Regions from separate parts of the Mus musculus genome. Here region 1 is linked to region 2. The links are chromatin contacts, called in public promoter capture Hi-C maps. All regions are on one chromosome and are shown on one strand. Each heading gives the region's core, a stretch centred on a gene start, on an enhancer-like site or on the middle of the called end of the contact. The rest is flanking DNA. Distances are from core to core; before and after follow the strand shown. Region 1 overlaps Sh3gl3 (SH3-domain GRB2-like 3). Region 2 holds the start of Bnc1 (basonuclin 1).

What was found. Promoter capture Hi-C pulls out the DNA fragments that hold promoters and counts their contacts.
Region 1: a contact with region 2 is called in a promoter capture Hi-C map of embryonic stem cells, with 5 times the contacts expected there. The contact joins the enhancer-like site here to the promoter of Bnc1 in region 2. A contact is called at or near these places in 14 of 39 promoter capture datasets (the C10 cell line, the HPC-7 cell line, cranial neural crest and 8 more), 2 of 15 datasets of contacts at CTCF or cohesin (the NIH/3T3 cell line and stem cell-derived epiblast-like cells), 5 of 484 Hi-C or Micro-C datasets (embryonic fibroblasts and embryonic stem cells), 9 of 115 datasets of contacts at active chromatin or transcription factors (craniofacial prominence, embryonic basal ganglia, embryonic forebrain and 4 more) and 2 of 9 other capture datasets (adipose tissue and liver).

Annotation. Positions count from the first base shown.
Region 1 is chr7:82,257,301-82,264,703 of GRCm38.p6, reverse strand. Sh3gl3 (SH3-domain GRB2-like 3) reads right to left here. Exons shown (of 9, transcript NM_017400.7): 2 at 4,504-4,572. Among named protein-coding and RNA genes, the nearest start is that of Gm32903, 5.1 kb to the right of the region's middle. Within about 2 kb of position 4,258, at least 4 of the 459 cell types and tissues checked have an H3K27ac peak or open chromatin away from gene starts, as enhancers often do. A contact at or near this core is called in embryonic stem cells, where this site is marked.
Region 2 is chr7:81,989,403-81,995,880 of GRCm38.p6, reverse strand. It overlaps Bnc1 (basonuclin 1), which reads left to right and starts at 3,582. Exons shown (of 5, transcript NM_007562.2): 1 at 3,582-3,686. The coding sequence starts at 3,591.

The sequences.
Region 1 (7,403 bases), core at 3,009-5,508, 270 kb before region 2:
CTCAGCTGGCTGCCTTGGCTGAGAGGACAGAGAGGCCTCCGGCATGCTCCTTAGAGGGAGACCTGCTCCATTGCTCCAGCACTGCGGATCCCCCTGAGAAGAGGCAGTCCATGGTTTTAAGGTGTTTATTAAAGAAGGGCAGAGAGAGGGAGAGAGTAGAGAAGTAGAGGCCGGCAATGGCCACAAGGAGAGAGGGGAGAAGGGAATGAGGAGAGAGGGGGAGCAAGAGGGCAGGAGAGAAGCAAGCAGGAAGCAGGAGTAAGTGAGGGAGGAGGGGCAAGCAGTTCCTTTTATAGTGGGCCAGGACTACCTGGCTGTGTTGCCAGGTAACTGTGGGGGTGGAGTCCAGTCAGAATGCCAGGAACTTGGGGCATTGCCATACATGACTAATGGCCACACACCTCTCTGCTGTGGGAAGGGGCTGTGGGAAGCTGTAGCTAGGACAGGACCCAGGAGCCCAGGAGCCCAGGAAGCATGGCTGAGAAGTCACCTACAGGGTCACCAGGGTTTAAAGCCTGTGCTTGACCGGGGACCAGGCTGCCTGTGCACAGCTCACTGCCCCACGTGTGTGTGTGTGTGTGTGTGTGTGTGTGTGTGTGTGTGTGTGTGTAAAATACATGTATATATATTTATATGCAGGCAAAATATACAACACACACACACTATAAAACGACCTGTGGCTATGGCTACAGCCCCTTTTTTTCTTTTGCAATGAGCATTTGTGCTTCCTCCCTCCTCCCTCCAGGCCTTTATGATTTTCCACCTTTTCATTAACAAAACAACAAGACCACTTAGCATCTATTTTTTGTTATTATCTTCTGACTTATCAACCTTTTTGCACTGGTTTCTTTTTAGTTGTGTGTATTATATGTCTGTAAGAGGCTGTGCGCACATGACTGCAGATGCCCTCAGAAGCCACAGTCATGGGATCCCCTAGAGCTGGGCTTACAGGAAGGGGTAGCCTGAGCCCTGGGAACTGAACTGCAATCCTCTGCAAGAGCAGTGCTCCATATCAACCGTCAGGTCCTCTCTCCAGTCCCCATACTAAGCTCTACCTTCTATGTGGAGTGACTTAATTGGCTGATGATCCCCCAGCTGTGGACTCTGTGATGTCCTTGCTTTCTATCAACGCTGATTTCCTGCTAACTGCATCTGAGATGTAGCCATAAGTCACAGGTGCGGAAAGCAAAGTTCTGTCACTTGTCATAATACATAATTCTACTTTTTATTAAAATCTCCTTCAAATGAAGAAGTGACTTCACATTTTCAAAGGAGATTTGTTTTTATTTTATATAAATGAGCATTTGCCTGTGTGTTTGCCTGCTACCCTTGGAGGCCAGAAGAGGGCGCCAGATCCCCTGCAACTGAAGACCGTTGTGGGTCACCCTGTTCCTCTGCAAAAGCAACAGTGCTCTTACACGCTGACCCCTCTCTCCTGCCCCAGGTTCACATTTCTGAGGATCCAAACGTGGCGTTGGGAAGCCATCTTCCCTGTGATGATTTCGTTCTATGGCTTTAAGAAACTTTCCCCGTGAGTCCTCTGTAACTGCAACCAAAGAGCCTGGGAAGAGTGACCACTTCCACCCGGGGGGATGCAGGCTCTACTTATACACAGTCAACGGTATGAATGTTTTGCCCAAACCTTCCTTGAGCCTATGAGAACCGTTGGTCCATCTGTTACTACAAGAGAGGGGAGGGTGGGCAGCTTCTCTGACTTCAGTCTCTTCTCAGGCCTCCTCATAGCTTTTACCTCACAAACTTAGAAGCTATGTCTGATTCAGAACTCTGATACTTTTCTTCATCTTCCTATATTTTTTTAAAGTTCTTCGGGGGGTATTTTGAGGAGATAAAGAGGAAATGGATATATGATTAAGATGCATGCATAAAATTTTAAAGATTACATTAACATGACAATTTTTTAAAGGAAACATTTTTCCTTGCAATGCATTTTTGGTACTGTGCTATCCTCTGATGTTAGCATCGCTCCTTTGTTTCTGCTTAGTAAGCATGTTTGTGGGTTATTATTCCCATTGCCCGGTCATTCTCATGTCATCTTTTAGATGACTCTAATTTCTTCCATAAAGTCCTTAAAGTACTTAGTTTTGTAACATATAATCACCTAACAGCAAGCTCCTCTATCCTATACTACAGTATAGATATTATTTTTGTACTTCTGTCACTACCAATGATTTTTGGAGGGAAAAATCTAAACAGGAATAAACAAAAGGAACCTCAGTCCATCAGCTAAAACTTCACCTGCCCCATCAGGAGTGAAGACATTCCTAAGAAACCCCTCCTGTCTGTCCCCCTCCTGTCCGTCCCCCTCCTGTCCACCACCCCATTGGTTATCTGATACTGGACTTTCCCAGGATGCTATGCTATGTGAGAGGATCCGAGGAAGCCCTGGTGCCCAGCAAAGGAGAAAGCGGTTTCATACCATCTGTACTGGCTTGTTTTGTGTGTCAACTTGACACAAGCTGGAGTTATCACAGAAAAAGGAGCCTCCCTTTAGGAAATGCCTCCATGAGATCCATCTGTGGGGCATTTTCTCAATTAATGATCAAGGATGGAAGGGCCCATTGTGGGTGGGACCATCTCTGAGCTGGTAGTCCTGGGTTCTATATGAAAGCAAGCTAAGCAAGACAGCGGAAGCAAGCCAGTAAGTAACATCCCTCCATGCCTCTGCATCAGCTCCTGCTTCCTGACCTGCTTGAGTTCCAGTCCTGACTTCCTTTGGTGTAGAAGTGTAAGCCGAATAAACCCTTTCCTCCCCAACTGCTTCTTGGTCATGATGTTTGTGCAGGAATAGAAACCCTGACTAAGACCCCATCTGACAACTTAAGATCCACCTTTCAGAAGAGATGAAGCAGAGACAGAGGCAAAGTTGGGGCCAGGACCTGAAGCAGCACGGCCTAGATTAATTACCCATGCCTCAGCCACACCCTGACCAGCGCTGCCTCGTTATACACGCCTCAGCCTACTATTGAAATCAGAGCCTCCTTTCACATGGAATGTTCGTGTGTTTCTCTTGGTGCAGACGGGGCTACACTGAATAAGCTGCTCTGCCCAGGTTTGCCCTGCCACCTGCCTCTTTAACGGGCTTGTTGAGAACAAGCAGGTCAGGATACAGGAGCTGATGCAGATGCCATGGATGGGTGTTACTTACTGTCTGAACCCAGCTTGTCAGAGCTGCCAGCGCCCAGACCTTGACTCTAAACCCAATAACATAACTCCAGATGTTTGTTTTTAAGTATAGCATATGAATTGAATAATCTAGTTGGTAAAGAAGCCATATACATCCTATCATTATATATATTAATAAATTTAAAAATCAACTTTAGATATGTCAATGATATTAACATGTTGAAAGGGTTTTCAATGCACAGAATTTCTTTTTTCAAAATCAAACACAAAATAAGCTTCTCTTCTTAGGGTCTTAACACTTCTAGGAAACCGGGCGTGGTGGCGCATGCCTTTAATCCCAGCACTCGGGAGGCAGAGGCAGGCGGATTTCTGAGTTCAAGGCCAGCCTGGTCTACAAAGTGAGTTCCAGGACAGCCAGGGCTACACAGAGAAACCCTGTCTCGAAAAAACAAAACAAAACAAAACAAAAAAAAAACAAAACAAAAAACAAAAAAAAACACCTCTCGGGCACTTCCTGGAGGAAGGCTGGCCAGGTCCTACCTACATTAAAGAGAATGCCCTCCCAACCCACACCCAGAGCGGGCTTTCCCCCAACCTGCACTGCCGGCCACACCCAGGCCCCCAGCTCCGGTCTGAGGAATCTAATCGTTAGGACAAGCTCTGCTCAAAGGGCCCAAGACAAAGGGGAGGAAGCAGAGCAGTGTGGACCCAGCTCCGACTGCACCAGAGCCACTCTCCAGGTAGATGACCAGGGGACAGGACAGGGGACAGAGTCTGCAGTCCATCATTGGAGTGCCAAGCCAGGAACACTCTTCTAAATTATTTCATCTGCATATATGATTCTAGATGCCCCCATGTGAGGCCAGCCGGGCACACATACTTATCTCTGTATCACAGCTGATATGTCGGTTCTAATGGCAGAAAAGTATTTGCTGTGCAGCTGCTGAAACAGATGGGAACAACAGCCTAGATTACCAAATGATAAATCAGTTGTTATAAATCGGAAAAGCCTTGTCACACAAGCCTTGAGACACAGTTGACTCTCTAAGACATATGAGCACCATTTGGCCCTGGAGTTGTTGCCAAGGCCCACATGTTATGCATTCTGACAGCTGGCCACTAGGGGAACCAGTTAGTCACATTCCGTTTCCTTCCTCAACTTGCCCAGACTAGATGTGGTTCAACCTGATCCTGGCTTGGGCTGGGAAGCACTGGGGTCCTGCCTTCCCGACTCTGCACCCCATGCTTGCATTTGAACATTCTGGATTCCCACTCCAGGTCATATTCCCAATAGTAGGCGGTTCTCTCTCGGGCACAGACAGCCCATTTCTAACCCGTCACATGTTCAAAAAGCTTTACCTTTTCCATGTTCAGAAATTCTTCATCTAGCTTCGTTCCTTCGGCACCACTTATTTTTTCACTAAACAGCTGCAAAAACAAACACAAATGCTTTCACTGAACAAAGATTCTCTATATTCCTTTCATTGAAATTAGTGACAAAAATCTTGGCTCTGGCGTTGTTGGATTTTTGGTTTTCTGTACACTGGGGTTTTGCCTGCATATCTATCCCTGGAACATTAGTTACAGACAGTGAGCTGCCATGTGGGTGCTGGGACTCGAACCCAGGCCCTCTGGAAGAGCAGCCAGTAATTTTAAAGGTTCCTGAGTTCGAGCCCTGGAGCCCACGTAGAGGTAGAAGGAGAGAACCAACTCCACAAGGTTGTTCCCAGACTTCTATATGTGCACTGTGGCATGCGTGCGGGTGCATGCACACACACACGCACACCACAACAGCTACTAATGAGAAAAGAAAAGATCATGGAACAATGTACACTTCCCATTTGTCTAAGCTTTATCATGCACCCATCCTCATCAGATGGCACAAAGCAGTTCTAATACACGCAGTGACAAGACAGCTAGGGACACAAGAGTGACAAGAGTTAGCAGCACCCCAACAGCCTGAATGTAAGAGACAGGCGGTAAAAACGGACAAATACTAGGACCAAATGCAAACTATTATCAATTCATCAACTTGACAGACTCTCAGGGCTGCTTAGAAAGTATCTCGTCTGCAGAGCAGGAGGCAGATCATTCAAGACCTGACTCCTAGAATGCGTGGCATTTGAGTTTGTTTTTTAAGGACAGTGACATTTCAGTGTGCAGCACAGCGGGAAAGGTCTTCTGGGATGTGGTGGTGTTTTCAAAAAGGAAAACTGAGAGGAATGGGAAGGGTGGTTTGATACTGAGCACAGTTCCTATCCTTTGTGGCTATCTGTACAATAAGAGAGGCTTAGCAGCATCCCTGCTGTCTACCGCTAAATGATAATAGAAGTCATGTGCTCACTGTGCACACTCATGTGCACACACACAAACACATGCACACATCTGCCACACCACTCTGACCACCAAAAAATGTCCCTAGATAATGAGAGATCAGTGTGCTCACAAAACAGTAAGGAGTTTCACTCCCAAGTGAAGACTGCTCAAGGGGAGGACGGAAGAAGACATTGAAAGGGAGGCAGAGGCCACAGATCGCAGCCTGGCAAGCCAGAGGGCATGGCAGACAGGTCTCTAAAGACCAACACAACCACTTAGAGAAGCCTTTCAGAAAAGTGACTCCGGCCCCAATGGATCTGGCTTCGTGAACAAGGAGAACGGACTGCCATAACAAAGCGTGTTGTCTTTAAAAAGTACTTCACTGTGATTTACTTATGGCTTTAGAGTGTTGACACATGTATAAAGTCGCAGTAAGTAAGTTAAGGGGACTGCAGATCCCTTACATACAGGCACGGTTTCGTCTGACTGCCTGCCCTACTCTCTCTCTCTCTCTCACACACACACACACACACACACACACACACACACACACACACACTATTGCTATGAGATAAGGAGGTGTGGGTGTGGTAAACAGACACAGAGTTTAGCTTAAATTAATTATGTGACACAGGATTTCCTGGAAAGAATGGCTTACAAACATGGCTAGCAGAGCCTGGTATGGTGGCACATGTGTTTAACCTCAGCACTCAGGACGCAGAATTACACAGAGAAACCCTGTCTCCGAAAATTTAAAACAAACAAACAAAAAAAAAGAACTAGCGTTCTATTGCCCCACTAACAGCGTGGCCCCATGACTTGTTTTGACCACACAGAACCAAGCCTAGCTAGAAAGAGACCTGTGTGCTTCCACCCACTCCCCTGAAACCCTCTGCCTGTGAACAAGCCCTACTAGGCAGAAAGGTAAAGGGGCGCCAGCCTCCACACACTCATGCCCCAGAACCACAGGCACCAACTGACCCAGCTGAGAGAACGAGCAGGACAGTCTCATCTGCGGGCCACCACCACCCCCCACCCCACCATCCCTCACCCCACCCCACCCTACCCCACCATCCCCCACCCCACCCCACCCCACCATCCCCCACCCCACCCCACCCCACCCCACCATCCCCCCACCCCACCCCACCCCACCCCACCATCCCCCACCCCACCCCACCATCCCCCCACCCCACCCCACCCCAGGAACTAAGTCCAATAAACAGTGTCGTTTAAACTACAGAGCCTGTGGGCTCCTCAATCCACTTGGCAGGAGTTTTCACTTCGTAGGCTGAGGACAGAGGTCAAGCAGGCTTGTTCCAATTCTTAATATGAGACGTGACCTCAAAGGAACCTGAGACTGCTCTACAGCAACCAGTGAGAAGCAAAGTCACCTCCAGGATTGGTTCCAAACTTTTGGAGGTAATACTCAGAGACTCTAATGGGAGTTATACAAGCGCTGGCCTTATATCTTGTAGCCAGAGAAGACTGCAAAGATGGCCGCCATGCTTTGTAGCTCCACCCACTGAGATCCAGGGTATCCCATTCCAACCCTCCACTTGCCTTGGTCAACAAAATGGAGTGTAGGCTGTGCCATGTGACTACTGAACTGGGGCTTTAGATACTTTGAAGCTATAAACATGCTTTGCACAGTGATCTCGCTTGAGGAGAGTGGAAGATCAGTTGGGGAAGAGGCCCACACAGGCCCACCACACTTGGTACATTGGGTGTGTTATGATGGCTGGAGTAGCCACCTACAATCTCCTTCATTGCTGGCTGGCACTGGAGAAACCAATACACTGATCCTGATCTTGAAATATGAATTAGAGATCCACTTAGTATTAAGAGACCAAAAGCCTCCTCAACTGGTCCGTGTTGGTAGGATTTCCCTGGCTCTATTTGCTGTGAGTACTTCCATTGCTGCGACACCATGGCCAGACACAGCA
Region 2 (6,478 bases), core at 2,333-4,832:
GGCTGTCTCCTTGGGCAGGTTACCTGCTTACCCTACTGTTAGAGGATGTTCCCATCTTTACTGTCCAACCCTCCTAGCTGGTATGAGAGGATTTTAAAATACAATAATCTAAGTGATTTAAAATGTTTTTTTTAATTTACATTTTTTTCAAGCTCATTTTTCATCCCATTCCCTCCCCCGGAGGAAATGTTTCTAAATATTATTTTCCTAAGAAGCTGTTCTGTATTTTAACAGCATTTGTGAACACCAGAGATGTTCTTCCAGAGGGAAAATATTAGAAACTCTTACCAGCTCGTTTGTAAACTGAGTCCAACACAAGGTTGAATCTAAACTCAGCATGGTTTTTCAAGACATGTTTAAGACCCAAGTGGCGAGGAGCTGTTCTGGAGCAGGAATCTTACCTGCTCAGCAAAGAACTCCCTGCCAACCTGTTGTGTGCTACAAGGCTGGACCTCAGGAAGACATCACTACTCGCCAGAGGATACGAATGACGGCTACACTGGCCAGATTCAGCTTGCAAACATGCTGTTTGACTCATACTATATTTATCAAAAACTTGAATTCGTTGGCAACTTTTAAATATCAGAATGTTTCCAGCCTTTCTTGAAAACTCAGAAAATCTGGCAAAACTGAGCCCACATTCCCAGCTGATGACGAGTAGAGCAACAAGTGCCCACTTCAGACAGCATTGGCCCTCTGTCCCTACAGCCCATACCTTCCCTGCTGCCCCTGACCCAAGACCCAAACAGCCAGTCCCCCTTAGAATTGGGGATCATAGCACATCTACTCTGAGAAAGGACTCAGAGACAAGAGGGACCCAATCTGGTCCCTTGTCCTTCAAGAGCCGACTCTTGTTTCCTTAAGATCACAAAGATTTGTTTTGTGTCTTCTTAATTTTTGCTCTTTTTAATAGATTGGGTTTTAAAAATTCCTGGCAGGGTTGGGGATGCATTGTTTTACTCCTTGCTAAGAGAAGAAACTAGACACAAAGGGAAAAGAGCAAGGCTGGATTTCAAAAGGAAATGCTGAGGTTTAGGTTTGAGAGAGCAATGTGAAGGGCCAGGGATAGACACACTCATTTGCCAGATGAGGATGGCTGAGGTCGAGAGAGGGGGCGAGCTGTGCCAGATCCCTCTGCTGATGAGAAAATGAAAAGGGAAGCATGGTCTGTGCCATCTTCACCCAGCCTGCACCACATGCCTTCCTCTAGCCACAAGTGGCTTCTTTCTCCCTGTTTCTGAGTATCTGTTTCCAAGAGGTGGTAGAGAGAAGCCAGCCCATTAGCTCAGTAGAGTGTGCTAAGAGCGATTTCAGAAGCCACGTTGTATTGTAAGATATGTTATTCTAAAAGAACCTTCGGGAGATTGATTAGTAATTTTCATCTAGACCTATTCATTCCCTGTAGGTAAAATGTAATACATTTTGAGAGAGGCAGCCTGTTTTCATGTGTTCAAACCCATCCCAAATCGTCCCTGTGTTTGTAAGCAGGAATAAAGTTAACACGTTGACTCCAGTATCTGTCACTGGTGGAAGGCTTTACTAAATCATTTGCAATGAACACAAACTTTGAAAAACATTTAGAATATTTAAATGGACCATTTACTGGGATTTAGACATTTTGGTGCATGTATAACAAGGAAATATAAATGTTCTAAACTTCTACAAGAGTTAGTTAATTAATTTAGTTAATAAAAATAAGCTCTACATGTAGTAAGAGAGATTATTTTATTTAGCTTGCCAGCCTGAATTTAGAGGTGGTTTCAGGTCCACTTTTACAGATCAGAAAAGGGAGACCGAATTGGCTAGCTTCCTCCAGCAGTTTCCACTTGTTGAGAACAAGCCCAGGTCACTCTAACTCCTAAGCAAGTGTCCTGTCAGCTACAGCAACTCATTGCACAGAATCCACTAAGATGTGCAATGGCCAAGAAATTAGGACAAGGAAACACCTCTAGGCTTCAAAATGCAGTAAGCATGGAGGGAGGCAGAAACAAGTGAAGGGTGCAGAAATATGTGGAGTGGAGGCCTGGTGGGTCAGGGAAGGCTTCTGAGCCAGGGACACAATCCTCTCTGAAGAGAACACCTTGAAACAATAGCCACAAAAGAAAGGACCAGAAGAAAGGCCTAAAACGTTGGGTGGTGTGGTGGACTGTAGCTGTTTGGGAAAGAGCAAACAGAAGGTAACCAACCAGTTTAGCTTGGTCATTAATAAAACAAGGCTTCATAATGAAGTTTGCCATGTGGCAATATTAATGCGCATCTCCAGGTCAATGTTATCGCAATGGCTAGGCAACTTCATGCCTGCAAGGAAAAGTACCACCAGGTAGACCCAGAACAGGCACCTGGGGGAAATCCAGGTGTCCAGTTTCCGGACCCCGTGCAGCACAGATGCCCACACTTTTTTTTCTGTCATGTGTCCTGTTCTCACCTTTCCCCCCTCTGAAGCCTGTTGTCAGCACGTGGGGTAACTGGCATCCTGTCTTCTGTTTGCAACTCTTTCTTTGTCCCGGCATCTCTGATTTGTGCAGGACTGTGTTCCCTTTTCAAGGACGCCCACCAGCAGCGAAGCAGGTGCAACAAATTGGGGGAAAAAAAAAGAAAAAAAAAAAAAAAAAAAAGAAACAGGACCTGCCACTCCAAGTCTAGGCTCTCTTACTTCTAAAAAGGACAGACCCAAAAAGCCAAACACTTTGGCCTCTCTTCAGGTCTCAGGTCCCGCCCTGCCCAAGAGCTATATAGTAAAACCTGGTTCTGTTTCACACCAGCTGTGGACAATCTTCCCCTGTTCTTAGGGCCGAAGGATTCTTTTTCTTTGTCCTCAGGCCCCGGAAAGCAGGTTCTCCTGGCGAGCCCCTCCCCATCGGCTCCCAGGGGACGAAACTCTTGTTTGATTTATCACTTCATCTCCGTGTCTCCTTAGAACCTAGTTAAGTCTAATCCCGCTTTCCAACTCTGAGAGCGAAGTCACCTGTCCCAGGCAAGCGGTAACACCGGGACTTTAACACAGAGCACACAAGAGACCGGGGTGTTTGAGTTCCCAATCAAGCCTCCACGACCCGACCCAAGTCCCCACATCTGTGGAAATAAAAAGTTCCCGGTGGGGGCGGGGGCAGTGCAGCCTTCTGCCTGGTCCACACCGGGACCCGAGGCGCCTCCGGGGGAGGCGAGGGAGGCTGCATCAGCCCGAGAGAGCAGAGCCAGGGAACTTCAGAGAGCGTTTCGCCCTCGCCGGGGAGAGGCAAACACCGACACGTCTGTCTCCTTCTCAACAAGTGCCTTCAAGCCCGCCGGGGGCAGACACCTCCGCGCCCGCGGCCGCCGAGGTCTCCGCTGTGCGCGGGGGGCCGCGGCCTGGCCTCAACCGAGGCGACTCTGCGTGGCCTCCCCACACCCCCTCGAGCGTCGCCCGCAGCCCCCGGCGGCCGGAGTAGGGGCGCGGGGCGGGGCGAGCGGAGGGGCGGACCCCGGGGCGCGGGGCGGACGCGAGGGTGCACGAGGGGCGCAAGGGCCGGCGCGGTCACCCGGCGCCGCGGGGAGCCGCCCACTTCTCCTGCGCAGGGGGGGCGGGGGTGGCCCAGACGGCCAGAGCGTGGATGCGGCGGTCGCCGAGCCGGGGCGGACGCGGAGCGGCCCGGGCAGGGGACGCGCGCCGGGAAGGCCGGCTCCGCAGCGGCTGCAGGATGGCTGAGGTAAGCGGTCGCGCGGGCGACGGGCGCGGGGCCGCCCTACGAGGGCCACCTGCTCGTCGTCGGCGCCGTGTGTGCGTCCCGGGAGGCCGAACTGCAGTTCCTCGCAGCCTGTGCCCGGTCGCAGCGAGGTGACCCGTGAGCGGCGCCCCGTTTCTCTTACACCCCAGAGCCCCTGTCCAACCGCTGTTGGCGCAGGGACGTCCATCTGTCTGGTATTTCAAGCCGTGACCTTCGGTCATCCCGGGAGGAGAGTCGCGGAGACGCCCGAGGGGCGTGGAGGGGGCGCCGGTCCCCTGAGGGACAAATCCTTGCTTTTTTAAAAGGGAAGAGACAAAAGACCAAAAGCGCCGCAAACCGTCAGCTTAGTTAGACGTGTCTGAAGAGGACGGATGCTCGCAGTTGAACCGCGCTGAAGGAGTGCGTTGGTTTGCCGGCGTTCCGCCTGGCTTGTCGAGCGTGGGACAGTGAGGGGTGTTCGTGCCCTCCGGTCGCTCAGGGACTTGGAGGAGCGCATCCGGATGCTGATGGGGAAGCCAGAGGGCCAAGGTCCAGTCTCTTTGGAGATGGTTTACCTGAGAGTGACAGGAAGGGATCCTGGCAATGCAGAGGTGAGGTGCTTAGTGGCCCAGTGACTGTCCACCCCGCAGCGGGGTTCCAGCCGGGCGTACCCCAGCATCCGCTTCGGGTGTCCGCTGTCCACGGGCGCTGCTTCCCCAGGGGAGCCCCTTAACCCTACTGGCCTCACGACTTCGGATAAACTCCTGGGGATTTGTCAGCCAGATGTGACAAGATTGGAGAGGCAAGTGAGAGAGATCTGATATCAATCAGTACATAGCTCGGAGCCAAACTTTCTCAAATGCGGTGTAGAAACATGTTCTTCTCGTTTAAGGCATCTCTTTGTGGCTGTGGGGCTGCCACCAGCCTGAGTTTGACAGTTAAATGGAATGCCAACTAGCAGCCTTAATTGTATGAGTGAAGTTGTATGCAGTGCGGGGGGGGGGGGGAAGATCAGACACTCTGGGGTTCGGTAATGTCCCCTAGTTTTATGGCTAGGCTCACCGCAGACCTCTGAAGATGAGGGCATTTAAATCGGGCCAGACGCCTGGTCACAGCCAGGCCTCTGCTGTTAACACTTAAGGGGCTTGAAAGAGGCCCCACTGGTGTCCTGGGAATCCCTGTCAGAGTGTGTGTGTGAGAGAGAGAGAGAGAGAGAGAGAGAGAGAGAGAGAGAGAGAGAGAGAGAGAGAGAGAGAGAGAGAGAGAACCTGTTACTGCATGGAAACACAGAACAGATATATCAACAATAAGAAGTAAATTTTTCTTATTAAAGCAACAAGATTTTGGTGTGACAGTATAGGTGAACTGAAAAACAGCATTTTGGCAAATCTTTTTTGGCAGTCTGTTTTTACTTGCTCGTTGTCTTCACTGTGCTGTTAGATTTCATGGGATCTTTTCGAATTTAACAGAGGTTTAGTTTACAAATTGATGTTTGTGCGTTAAAACTTTTGTTAAGTAGTGAAACATGTAACTTTCTCATTCGCCCCTCCCCAAATTTGTTGATGCATATTATTATACCTTTCTTAAAATTGTATGCATCAAAGTGTAATTTTGCACATTACTTCAAGTGTTACAATTTGTGCTGTATTTTATTTTTCTTTTAAAATAGATACAGACAGCTGCCCTTCTTTCTCTGGAGAATTTTAATAACTGTTCTTTTTAGCATACTTTCAGATAGTTAAAAAATATGACTCATTATCTTATTTATTGTTGCAAGTTCACAAACTTCAGTTTTACAGAAACTGTAACTGTCTCCACTCAGGTGTTGACTGTGTTCTGTTGTAGCTGAATCCTCAGACACTTTGATGGACTCTTTTAAGGTGTGAGCTCCTCAGAGTTTGAGAACTCAGATTGTGTTCAGACAGCTGCATAACTTAATTTGTACTCTCATGTCCACCCATGCAGACTGGTAAGGATTCCCTGGAGCTCTGTCTGTCACAGAGAAAATGGTTACTAGTTTGAATAACCTGCCCATGAATATTTCCTAGGATACACACACACACACACACACCAGTGATCCAGTGATCTGTGCACCTGGGTTGGAATTCACATAAGAAATCTTAGCTCACATAAATCCATTGCCTTAGAAATATATGGTTTATACAGAGGATGATTTGGTTTTTATGACCTTTCCCCTAGAAGAAGTTAGACCTGTATCCCAGGCCCATACTCATATTTTATACCTCAGATCATCAGCTTGGAAAAGTGACCCTGCCCTGTGGTGAGAAAAAGCCATCTAGTTTTCCTCACACAACAAATAATTGTCTCTTAAGCACACACTTGTCACTTCGGGATGCCAAGAAATGTGAGGGAACGTTTTAAAACTTTGTTAGTAAAATGAAACTGCAGTACCAAGGGGCCAGAAATGTCTTTGAGCTTCTGTATATGGCTTTGGAAGTTATTTTGACGGTGGCCATTAAGAGGAGTTGCCCTGAAGGCTTGCAAGGTAAATTACTTGCAGGAGGAGTGTGCTTCACCCCAGGGTGGATTTTCTCCTCTACAGATGTCACTTAGAGTGAGGTAGTTACTTTTGTCAGACACAGTCTGGTTAGAAAGAAACTAGAAATGCCATTCCCCCAGGTTCTCCAATCTGATGATCTGACGTGGCTCTGGCTTTGCTAAGATCAAGGTTTAGGAAGTCATAGGCTCTTTTTGTCCTTTCCCTTATTGTATGTCAGTAAAGATCATGACTGCTTGTCTACTGTTGGTGACTTTTTTGTGGGATGTTCAAGATA